2 separate regions of the Sus scrofa genome follow, and region 2 is linked to region 1. The links are chromatin contacts, called in public promoter capture Hi-C maps. All regions are on one chromosome and are shown on one strand. The core of a region is the stretch at or near the end of the contact, and the rest is flanking DNA. Distances in the headings are between cores, read along the strand shown.

Region 1 (5,252 bases), core at 823-3,322:
AGATTATAAACACAGACTATAAAGAAAGAGAATGGGAATTGATAATGGAAAGGCAATTTCCCGAGGAAAGACTTACTTAGAAAACAAAAGTATAATCCCTACTAGATTTTTTTTTTAAAAGAATCTAGTAGATTATAAAAGAATCTAAGAGAATGATTACAAAGTTTCTTTTTGGGATGGTAAAAATCACCAAATTAGATTATGGCAATGGTTACACAACTCTTTAAATATACTAACCACCACTGAATATGTACACCTTAAATGGGTGAACTTTACATGAAAATTACACATGGATAATGCTGTTTTTAAAAAAAGAGAAAGAGGAGTTCCCGTCATGGTGCAGAGGAAACGAATCCAACTAGGGACCATAAGGTTGCGGGTTCAATCCCTGGCCTCGCTCACTGGGTTAAAGATCCAGCATTGCCATGAGCTGTGGTATAGGTTGCAGACATGGCTCGGATCTGGCATTGCTGTGGCTCTGGCATAGGCCAGCAGCAACAGCTCCGATTAGACCCCTAGCCTGGGAGCCTCCATATGCTGCAAGTGTGGCCCTACAAAGACAAAAAGACAAAAAAAAAAAAAAAAGAAGAAGAAGAAGAAGAAAGAGGAATAGAACAAGGACAAGTGAGAAGTGCAAGAGCAAGCTAGGTCTCTCAATGTTCCTAATAAACTTCATGGACAAAAATATCTCTTCCCGGAGTTCCCACTATGGAGCAGTAGTGATTCACAGTTGCAGCTCATATTCATTCCCTGGCCTGGGAACTTCCATATGCCCTGGGTGCAGCCAAAAAAGAAAAAGAAAAAAGAAAAAAAAATTCTTCATATAGCTTCTATTTGTGAAAAGTGAAATTATGGAGGCTAAGCTACAAATTAACCTAATTTGCTTTTTAAGGCTCTTCTACTGGAGGATCAGGAAAATGCTACGGGCATAGTTATCCTACATTCAGTAAAATATCTGATGAAAATCTTAAAAAGTTCTTATGAACAAAATGAAGAAATACAGACTTCATAAAACATATGACTCTAACCAACAGTAACCAAAATGCATAGGTTCAACCTTGAGGGAGATCGCTACTACATCAACAACTTGAACAAAAATATGGAATTTGCAAATGACACAGGCTTAAGGGGGATATATCATAATTCATCACAGATCAAGAAAAGCTAGAATATGTGCCCAAGGGAATAAAGTGAAATTTAATAACGTTCAATGTAACAGCTGGTAAAAACTTCTCTTGTGCAATGTACTCAAATTCACCCACTCTCACTCTTTTTGAAAATCTAGAAATGATTTTACTTTTGTTTTCTAAGGAATTATTCTCTTGCTCTTCCAGAATTAGGGTGACTACTGTCTTATTTTTTTTTCTATGAATGTTGCTAATAATTTATGCAATAACAATGCTAAATCAACTCACTTAATAGTTCATTATGAATTTAAGTTGACCAAAATCCCATATAAGTGTACTGCTTAAGTATCCATGTAGTAGACTTAGGTCAAGTATGATATAATAAAAAATTATGTTGGAGTTCCCATCATGGTGCAGTGGTTAACGAATCCAACTAGGAACCATGAGGTTGCGGGTTCAATCCCTGGCCTGGCTCAGTGAGTTAAGGATCCGGAGTTGCTGTGAGCTGTGGTGTAGGCTGCAGACAAGGCTCGGATCCCGTGTTGCTATGGCTCTGGCGTAGGCCAGCGGCTACAGCTCCGATTCGACCCCTAGCCTGGATACCTCCACATGCTGCGGAAGAGGCCCTACAAAAGGCAAAAAGACAAAAATAATAATAATTATTATTATTTATGTTAACATAAACTACTAACAAGTGTATGAAATAAGAAATAAGGCAGAAAAAGGAAGAAGCTCAGAAGACAGAATTTGTCTTGTGTTGGTACAATGGTGCAGAGCCTAGGGCGATTAGGGGAAAGGTAGAAATGGAGGAAAGAAATCATTTTCAGATATTGAAAGCAAACTAATGCTTCCCACTGTCAGGTGCAAAGTTGAACTGTTGGCTGGCTTGTTTGTTTAGGCATTCAGTAAACTCTTAACTGATCCATTTATGTCACTGGTCATTTCTGGGTCAATCTGGTCTTTTACCCTTCAACACTGGCTACCTGGGGGTAGAAGTTTCACCACACTGCATTCAACTCAAGATAGAAATCCTATCCTGAGGGCACAAGGCAGTGAAAGAAAAGGAAAAACTGGTAACTTAACAGTGCAGCACTTTCTTTTTTTCTTCTCAATCAGTAATTGTTCTTTAACTGCTGATCAACCAAATACCGCTCTCTACTATTTCATTCCGCATGTTGCTCAGTTGTAGCAAAAGATGAAAAGACTTCAATCCCCAGACTCCCTTACTTTTCCCCAGAAGTGCCCAGGGTGATAAAACAAAGCAAACAGCTGAGAAAAGGCATGCTTTTCTAGTTCTTCCCTTTGCAAAGCAACAACATTAATAATACAATTACAGCTTCCATTTATTGAGCACTTGGGGGAGGGAAAAGCACTACGCACGGTTTGTTATATACATATTCTCATTTAATTTCAAAACAATTGTGAGGTAGGTTTTACCAATAAAGAATGTGAAACCTGCATAATAATTTAAAAAAAAAAAAGCAAAGAAAACAGAGAGAGGAAAAAAAACACATATGATAAAAAAAAAAGAAGGAAAGGATAAATACAAAGGTTACCACAATGGCTTCCTTTTAAGGGGAGACAAGGATATAGGACAAAGGAGCAACAGAAATAAGTTGGGCTGGACAGTGGGCTCATGAATGTCCTTTTTACTAAAATATACAATGTAATCAAATCAATAAATACAATAAAAATTAAGGCTATGCATGGACAGTGAGCTGACTCATGGAGTTGCTCTAAGGCTTCAATAAGATGATGTCAAAAAGAACTCTGTTGGAGTTCCCATCGTGGCGCAGCAAAAAGAACTCTGTAAATTATTATTTCTTTTTTAGGAATGTTTTATCACAACCTTACCTTTGTTGATCTGATAGCTAGCATTCAATGTTTAACTGCTTTAGGGTCAGAAAGTAAAGACCAGAATTGTCAGAGCCCACTGATTAACTTTTCTAAGGACACTCATTAACTTTCAGGTAACAAAACAAACAAAAGTTGTAAACAACTAATATTACAGACTTAACTTCAGAGATGAACAATAAAAGGTGGGGTGGGAAACTCTGTAAATAACATGTTTCCACTCAATTGTCAAGCAAGTAGCTAAATGGAAATATGTGTGGTAAAAAAAGGATGATACTGGGAGTTCCCATTGTGGTGCAGCGGAAACAAATCCAACCAGGAGCCATGAGGTTTTGGGTTCGATTCCTGGCCTCGCTCACTGGGTTGGGGATCTGGCGTTGCTGTGAGCTGTGGTGTAGGTTGCAGATATGGCTCGGATCTGGCGTTGCTGTGGCTCTGGTATAGGCCGGCAGCTGTAGCTCTGATTTGACCCCTAGCCGGGAACCTCCATATGCTGTGGGTGAAGCCCTCAAAAGACCAAAAAAAAAAAAGAGAGATGATACTTTATGTTGGAAATGCTTTAAAAAATTAAAAGGTGAATTAATACTTAGCACATGTATTAGTTATTCAAATAATGAATGCTCCCTGATATGAGATGCAAACACTCTAATACTAGAAAATGTATTTATAAATGTTCATATCTTGTTTTCAAAAGGGGTACTTTTAAAAAAACTCTATTTACAAGGCTACTTTACTTTAGCACCTGAAAGTGTAAAAAGACTTTCAAAAAGTTCTTTCAGGGAGTTCTCTTGTGGCTCAGAGGGTTAGGAATCAAGCACTGTCACTGCAGTGGTTTGGGTCACTGCTGTGGCATGGGTTTGATCCTTAGCCCTAGGAACTTCCACAGGCCTCAAGTGCAGCCAAAAAAAAAAAAAGTTCTTACAAACGGTTTGGGAACTAATTGCCTTATTCTTCTATGTCTCTATTAACTATCTCAACAAGCTGGTGAATCTGAAGACTATGGTTTCACATCAGACATTCTAAAATAAAATTCCTGGCACCTCCACTGTGCCAACATAGTTCTGCATTGAAGAGAGAGAGTATTCATTCTGTTAAAAACACTTCGGGCTTGACAGTCATCACACTTGGCATCTCCACTGGAAAATGTACTGGCTGCAAGTCTACTGGATATTTGGTTTCTAAAAGACTATTAAGTCCAAGAATAACTGGTAGGTGATGCTCTTTTTTAACAAATATTTCTGATCTAAGTTTAAGTCCATTTACTAGTTTCCGGTTACTTATATCACTACTTCTTGACTGTATTTTATTATTGTTTTCCTCAAGCTAGTGTTCTACAGTAATTTTAAATAATATACAGCAACACAGATTACAATAATTTGGGGAATAGGAAAAATAACTTGAGTTCCACAATTATTTTAATATGGCATGTCATTTTTTTCTACGTATTAACTTTTCACTTTAAAACTTCACAATTATTTTCTACACAACTTTTTTTTCATTTTATTACTCAAATGAATTTATCACATACTATACAACTTCTTAACACTTATGAGGCATAGAATGAAGTATACTATTTAACCATTTTGGTTATATACTTTCTTAATTTACTCATATTATTTTCAGAAGTTACTTAAGTTTGTTCTAGAAGGAACAAGACTTTCAAAGTCCTATCTATGACATAACTATTGAGTAAAACCTTTATGAAGGAAAAAGGTTGGTGCAGTGGAAATGAATCTGACTAGTATCCATGAGGATGCAGGTTCAATCCCTGGCCTTGCTCAGTGGGTTGGGGATCCAGTGTTGCCATGAGCTGTGGAGTACGTCGTAGGCTCGACTCAGATCCCACGTTGCTGCTGCTGTTACTATGGCCAGTAGCTGTAGCTCTGATTCGACCCCTAGCCTAGGAACTTCCATATGCTGCAACTGCGGGGCCCCCACCAAAACAACAAAAAAACCCACCTGTATAGCTTATTACGGCTTATTTTAATTTTTGACAATCTTACAAGAACTTAACTGTATAGCATAAAGAACTACACTTAATTTTTTGTGTGTCTTTTTTTTTTTTTTTTTTAGGGCCGCACCCATGGCATATGGAGTTCCTAGGCTTGGGGTCAAACTGGAGCTGTAGCTGTCGGCCTGTACCACAGCCACATCAACTAGGGATGTGAGCTGCATCTGCCACCTACACCACAGTTCACAGCAGGGCCTGATCCTTAACCCACTGAGAAAGGCCAGGGATCGAACCTGTGTCCTCATGGATGCTAGTCAGAT
Region 2 (5,252 bases), core at 1,841-4,340, 220 kb after region 1:
TTTTTTTTTCCTGTCTTTTTAGGGCTGCACTGCAGCATATGGAAGTTTCTAGGCTAAGGGTCTAATTGGAGCTACAGTTGCTGGCCTACACTACAGCTCATGGCAACGCTGGATCCTTAAGCCAGGATCAAACCTGGGTCCTCATGGATGCTAGTTGGGTTTGTTAACCACTGAGCCACGAGGGGAACTCTGCAAAATGAGAAGATTTTTGATACAGAAGAGGAGGAAAGACTTTTCAGGCAGGCACTAGGTAAGTTAATTGAAATAGCTCACACTTACTGAGTCCTTACAATAAGCCAAGCCCTTCACAAACAGCACTGGAAATAGTAATTCACTGAACTTTCATACAATCCCCATGAAGTACCTCTATTACTTGTGCTTGAAAGATGAGGAAACAGGAGTTCCCGTCGTGGCGCAGTGGTTAACGAATCCGACTAGGAACCATGAGGTTGCGGGTTCGGTCCCTGCCCTTGCTCAGTGGGTTAATGATCCGGCGTTGCCGTGAGCTGTGGTGTAGGTTGCAGACGCGGCTCGGATCCTGCGTTGCTGTGGCTCTGGCGTAGGCTGGCGGCCACAGCTCCGATTAGACCCCTAGCCTGGGAACCTCCATATGCCGTAGGACCGGCCCAAGAAATAGCAAAAAAAAAAAGAAAGATGAGGAAACAGAAGCACAGAGGTTGTCAAGGAACTTGCTCAAGGTTACACATCTAGCAAATGCAAGAATCAGGATCTGAGGCAGACAACCCAGCCCCTGGTTAAAGCAGGCAGGCTAGGATCACAAAGCAGTCACAATCACCAAAGATCTTTCAGACTGAGAGGCCTCTTCTCCTATTCTGGAATGTCCGCCATTTGGAGATTTTGTCAGACCAAGATCTATACAAATTAAGGTCCATCTCTAATTCATTCAAGGATCCAGCATGTCATTTCACATCCTCAATGAAGCTGCCACTTGCCCTCCTGAGTTGTCCTTTAGTGGCTCCAAACTAGATCTCTGCTGATTCTAGTCCGGTGGGGCTGGTAAAACAGCCTTTGAAGCTAGACCAGTTACTGGGCCTCTCAGGGAGGGGGCACACCCACCCACCAGAACTGGGGTTTCTCTATTTAGTCCAGATATGGGTGGTGACACCTATAGGTCACCAGAGACACCTATGGGTCATCAGAGACACCTATAGGTGACTCACATCTTATGTCCCCACTTCCTTCCTACACCCCTGCCAAGCTTACCCAGTCCTTTGGAAATGCCCCTTACTCATTCCCCTGCCTGTGGAAGATACAGTGGATGTGAAAGATAATGATACAACCAATGGAGACATGGGGAATAGGCTTTCCAAGGTCAATGCGGCAAACTTATCACAGAAGTGCAAAGTAAGTTTTAAGAACATGTCCAGCAAAGTGAAGGCTGGAAGTGGATTTGCAACTGGGGTTGGACAAAAAGAGACTTGGAGAAGAGAGAAAAAGTGATTTTTTTAAAAAAGTCCTCTCCGGGTCTATCTACAGGGATAGTAAGGAAGAAAAGAACACAGACAGAGTATCCCACACAGTCACAAGATTGTGTGGTCTGCTGTATCGTATTGAGAAAATCATGACACAAATACATAAGAAATGTGAGGAAGCCCTAAGAATGTCCCTATTTCAGTAAATACAGTTTGCTGGTGGATGTGAAATTAAGTTTCAGTAAATATAATCTGCTGATGGCAGTTTTTCAACATGTATTAAAAGCCTTACTTATGTGCCTACTCAATTCAATCCAACCTCAAGAAATGTGACATGTCCTGAGCTAGGTTCTGGGATGCAAGGTAAACAAGAAGACAAAGTACGTGGCCCCAGAAGTGCTGAGGAAGGATGAAGGAGGGGCAAAGGAGGGAGCACCAAAGGGATTTAACATAACTCAGAAAGTCAAGAAAGGGTGAAATGTCCTTCAAGTGAGGTTTGAAGGACAGGAAGGGTTTCCTTAGGCTGGAATGGACAACATGAAGCTCTGAGCAAACTGAGTAGTAGATGAAAAGGAAGTGATAAAAGTTGTGCATACACATATGAAAAGTGAGCCCAAAATGAGGTTGGCAAATAGGTAACTTCTTCAGACTTTAAAAGTCATGTTAAGGAGTCTGCACTTTGTTCAATAGTAAAAGGGAAGGTTGATGAGTGAATGTCCTGATCTTTGTTCTACTGTGTAATCTATTTTTTTTTTCTTGGCTATGCTTGCAGTATACGGAACTTCTCTGGCCAAGGGTCAAACCAGTGACCTGAGCCACAAGCAGTAGCAATGCCTGATGCTTAACTCTCTGAGCCACCAGGGAAACTCCTCTGTGTATTCTTCGACTCAGTAGTTCTACTTAAAGGAAATTATTCTAAGGAAATAATTATGAATTTGTGCAATGATATAGTTAAAAGGATCTTTCTAACATTTAGATTGTCTAGAATTACAAAATTTTTAAATAGCCTAAACGCCTTACAGTAGTGGTTTATATAAAGGAGGCTTTCATTTCACCCATATATTGGAATGCTATGTAGCTGCTAAAGATACTGTAGAAAAAGTATTTAGTGACATGTAAAGATGTCCACTAGATGCTGAATGCAAAATAAAGGCTCTATAAAATATATATATAACATAATTCTAGTTTTTTTGTGTGTGTATACAAACACACACACAAGGTATACAAAAGACACTGGAAGGCTATAAACCTAAATGTCAGCTTGTTTTTTCATGTGGGGATAAGGCTGACTTAAATGTTAAGCTTTGCATTATTTCTTCCAATTGTTCTACAACAAAATGTGCTATTTTTCTAATTTTAAAAACGTATATGTCTTACATGTCTAGGGGTTTCGTGGTGCCGGCCATATTCTATTTCTTGACCTCGACTGGGTTAACACTGGCCTTTTACTTTAGTAAAATGTAAACTTGTTTAACAAAGTTTCCTCTCTATGTTACATTTCGCGATTTAAAAAATGTTTAATACACACTTCACGCCTTTGTTTTTCAATATTTTATACATAGCCCCGAGTCTCCAGTACAGTGTTACAAAATAGCGGAGGGAAATTGACATTTGACCACAAACCTAGGTTGGTTTAACCCATCTGGCTGCCGTGAACTTCAAGTCCCAGAATGCACTGCGGCCGACACACCGGGAACTACGGAGTCGGAGAGGGGGCCAGGGAGCCCCCGGTCCTTTCCCTCCCAGAAGCCCGCGGGCGCCTCAGAACGGTGTTCGTATCATGGCCGCGGGAGCCGGGACGGCAGGCCCTGCTTCCGGCCCGGGCGTCGTGCGTGACCCGGCGGCGTCACAGTCGGGGAAGCGTCCCGGCAGAGAGGGCGGGGAGGGCGCGCGGCGATCGGACGCGATGGCGGGAGGAGGCGGGAGCAGCGATAGCAGCGGGCGGGCGGCAGGCAGGCGGACGTCCCGCAGCGGCGGGCGGGCTCGGCGGGGGCGCCACGCGCCGCGGCTGGGGGGCGCCGCGGAGCGGGGCGCGGGGGAGGCGCGGCTGGAGGAGGCAGTCAACCGCTGGGTGCTCAAGTTCTACTTCCACGAGGCGCTGCGGGCCTTTCGGGGTAGCCGGTACGAGGACTTCAGGCAGATCCGGGACATCATGCAGGGTGAGGGCCGAGCCGGGAAAGGGAGGCTGGGGGGCTCCTGGGAAGGAGATCTGCGGGGCCCGAGCGTCGGGGCTGGGGGTCGCCGTGCCAACGATGTCTTCTTTCCTAGCTTTGCTTGTCAGGCCCTTGGGGAAGGAGCATACCGTGTCTCGGCTGCTGCGGGTTATGCAGTGTCTGTCGCGCATTGAAGAAGGGGAGAATTTAGGTATGGCTATTTTTATGTTCTTTTCTGGGCTTATTTAGGGTTATGTTGTTTTCAAACTTACATCCGGGACTGAAAGATTCACGATTAAAGTGGGCTGCTATGTTTCGATACAGTGGTCTTTTTCCTTCTAGGATGAGTTTATTCTCTAGTTCTAGTTTTCTACAGTTGGGATTCTCTTGGCTGCTTTTCTCTGTTTTTTTATTTCCTCCCACCTGTTTCTTGCTCGCCCCAACTTTGTTGCTATCTGAAGTGAGTTATGTGAAGATGACCATTTTTCCTCCATAGTGGTGTGTTTTAAAGAACACTTTTTCTCCCCCGGAATTGAACCTCACAGCTGTTTAGCAAAACGGCCTTCAGTTTCTGGCCATTTGTATCTGAGGAAGATGTGAGTATGCTGAAATTTAGATGCAGATGAATGTGTTAAAAAATAAATTTTTTTACCTGTCTTGAAAATTACTGAAAATCACTTGAAATTCATTAATTTGAATCTGGACCGTTAACATGTTTGTAAGTCTGCAGCCAGTATACCAGCAAATTAAATGCAAATCTTAACTATATTTGCATGTTTCTTTTTGATATATATATATATGTATATATATATATATTTGGACATAATTCTTCTGCTCCTTAGAAAATAGGTTAGTGAAAACTGTGCTCTTTGTCCTAGACTGTTCCTTTGATATGGAGGCTGAGCTCACACCACTGGAATCAGCTATCAATGTGCTGGAGATGATTAAAACGGAATTTACACTGACAGAGGCAGTGGTGGAATCCAGTAGAAAACTGGTCAAGGAGGCTGTAAGGCTCTATTTTAATTTCTTTTTTAACAAAAATCAAAGGTCTTAGAGAATCAGTGCTTATCTTTTCTGTGTGGGGTGGAGGACAAACAGAGATGGACAGAGAGCCACTGTGCACACTCAAACATGTAACACACACAAAGATGTTATCTCATTGGGCAACCCCTTCCTAGCCCAGACTTGGAAAGAACTGTTAATGGCCAGTGCTCAGCTTTTGGGATTTTGGCGGTCTTCCTGGTATCCCTGGCAGGAGGGGCCACAGTATGCAGGAGGTGAGTTGGCATTGAAGACTGACATTTTGGAGGTTGTTGTACCATTCAGGAACATCGTGAAAGGCTAGAAATAACTGGCCTAGGGTTTGGTCACCCTTGTTTATGATAAACTAAGAGAACAGCTTGGAAATAGCTTGGAAAATCTGGGTCTGACTTTGAGCTCTTTCATGCCATTGCAGAAAGAAGCTTAGGGAACTTTCCCTTTGAACAAACAGAATCAGAGGTGCTGGGATAATCAGCCAATTAGAAAAACGGTAATAGTAGAAGGCTGATACAGGCAGTGTTCTTGACAAGAAAAAAGCTAGTAGAGTGTCCAGGAATTTGGAACTGGAACTGTGTCATGGCTCAGGTAGCTTCAAGTAGTGGAACTTATTTTTATTTAAAAC

The links. Promoter capture Hi-C pulls out the DNA fragments that hold promoters and counts their contacts.
Region 2: a promoter capture Hi-C map of liver shows a contact between it and region 1, with 4 times the contacts expected there. The contact joins the promoter of TERF2 here to the enhancer-like site in region 1. A contact is called at or near these places in 4 of 5 promoter capture datasets (fetal liver, fetal skeletal muscle, liver and 1 more), 9 of 47 Hi-C or Micro-C datasets (embryonic fibroblasts, fetal skeletal muscle, liver and 5 more) and 1 of 2 datasets of contacts at active chromatin or transcription factors (alveolar macrophages).

Annotation. Positions count from the first base shown.
Region 1 is chr6:17,382,664-17,387,915 of Sscrofa11.1, forward strand. The region is part of intron 1 of NFAT5 (nuclear factor of activated T-cells 5); the gene reads right to left. Among named protein-coding and RNA genes, the nearest start is that of NFAT5, 50 kb to the right of the region's middle. Within about 2 kb of position 2,073, at least 3 of the 83 cell types and tissues checked have an H3K27ac peak or open chromatin away from gene starts, as enhancers often do. A contact at or near this core is called in fetal liver and liver, where this site is marked.
Region 2 is chr6:17,602,658-17,607,909 of Sscrofa11.1, forward strand. It overlaps TERF2 (telomeric repeat-binding factor 2), which reads left to right and starts at 3,091. Exons shown (of 10, transcript XM_003126908.4): 1 at 3,091-3,592; 2 at 3,702-3,797; 3 at 4,465-4,595. The coding sequence starts at 3,214.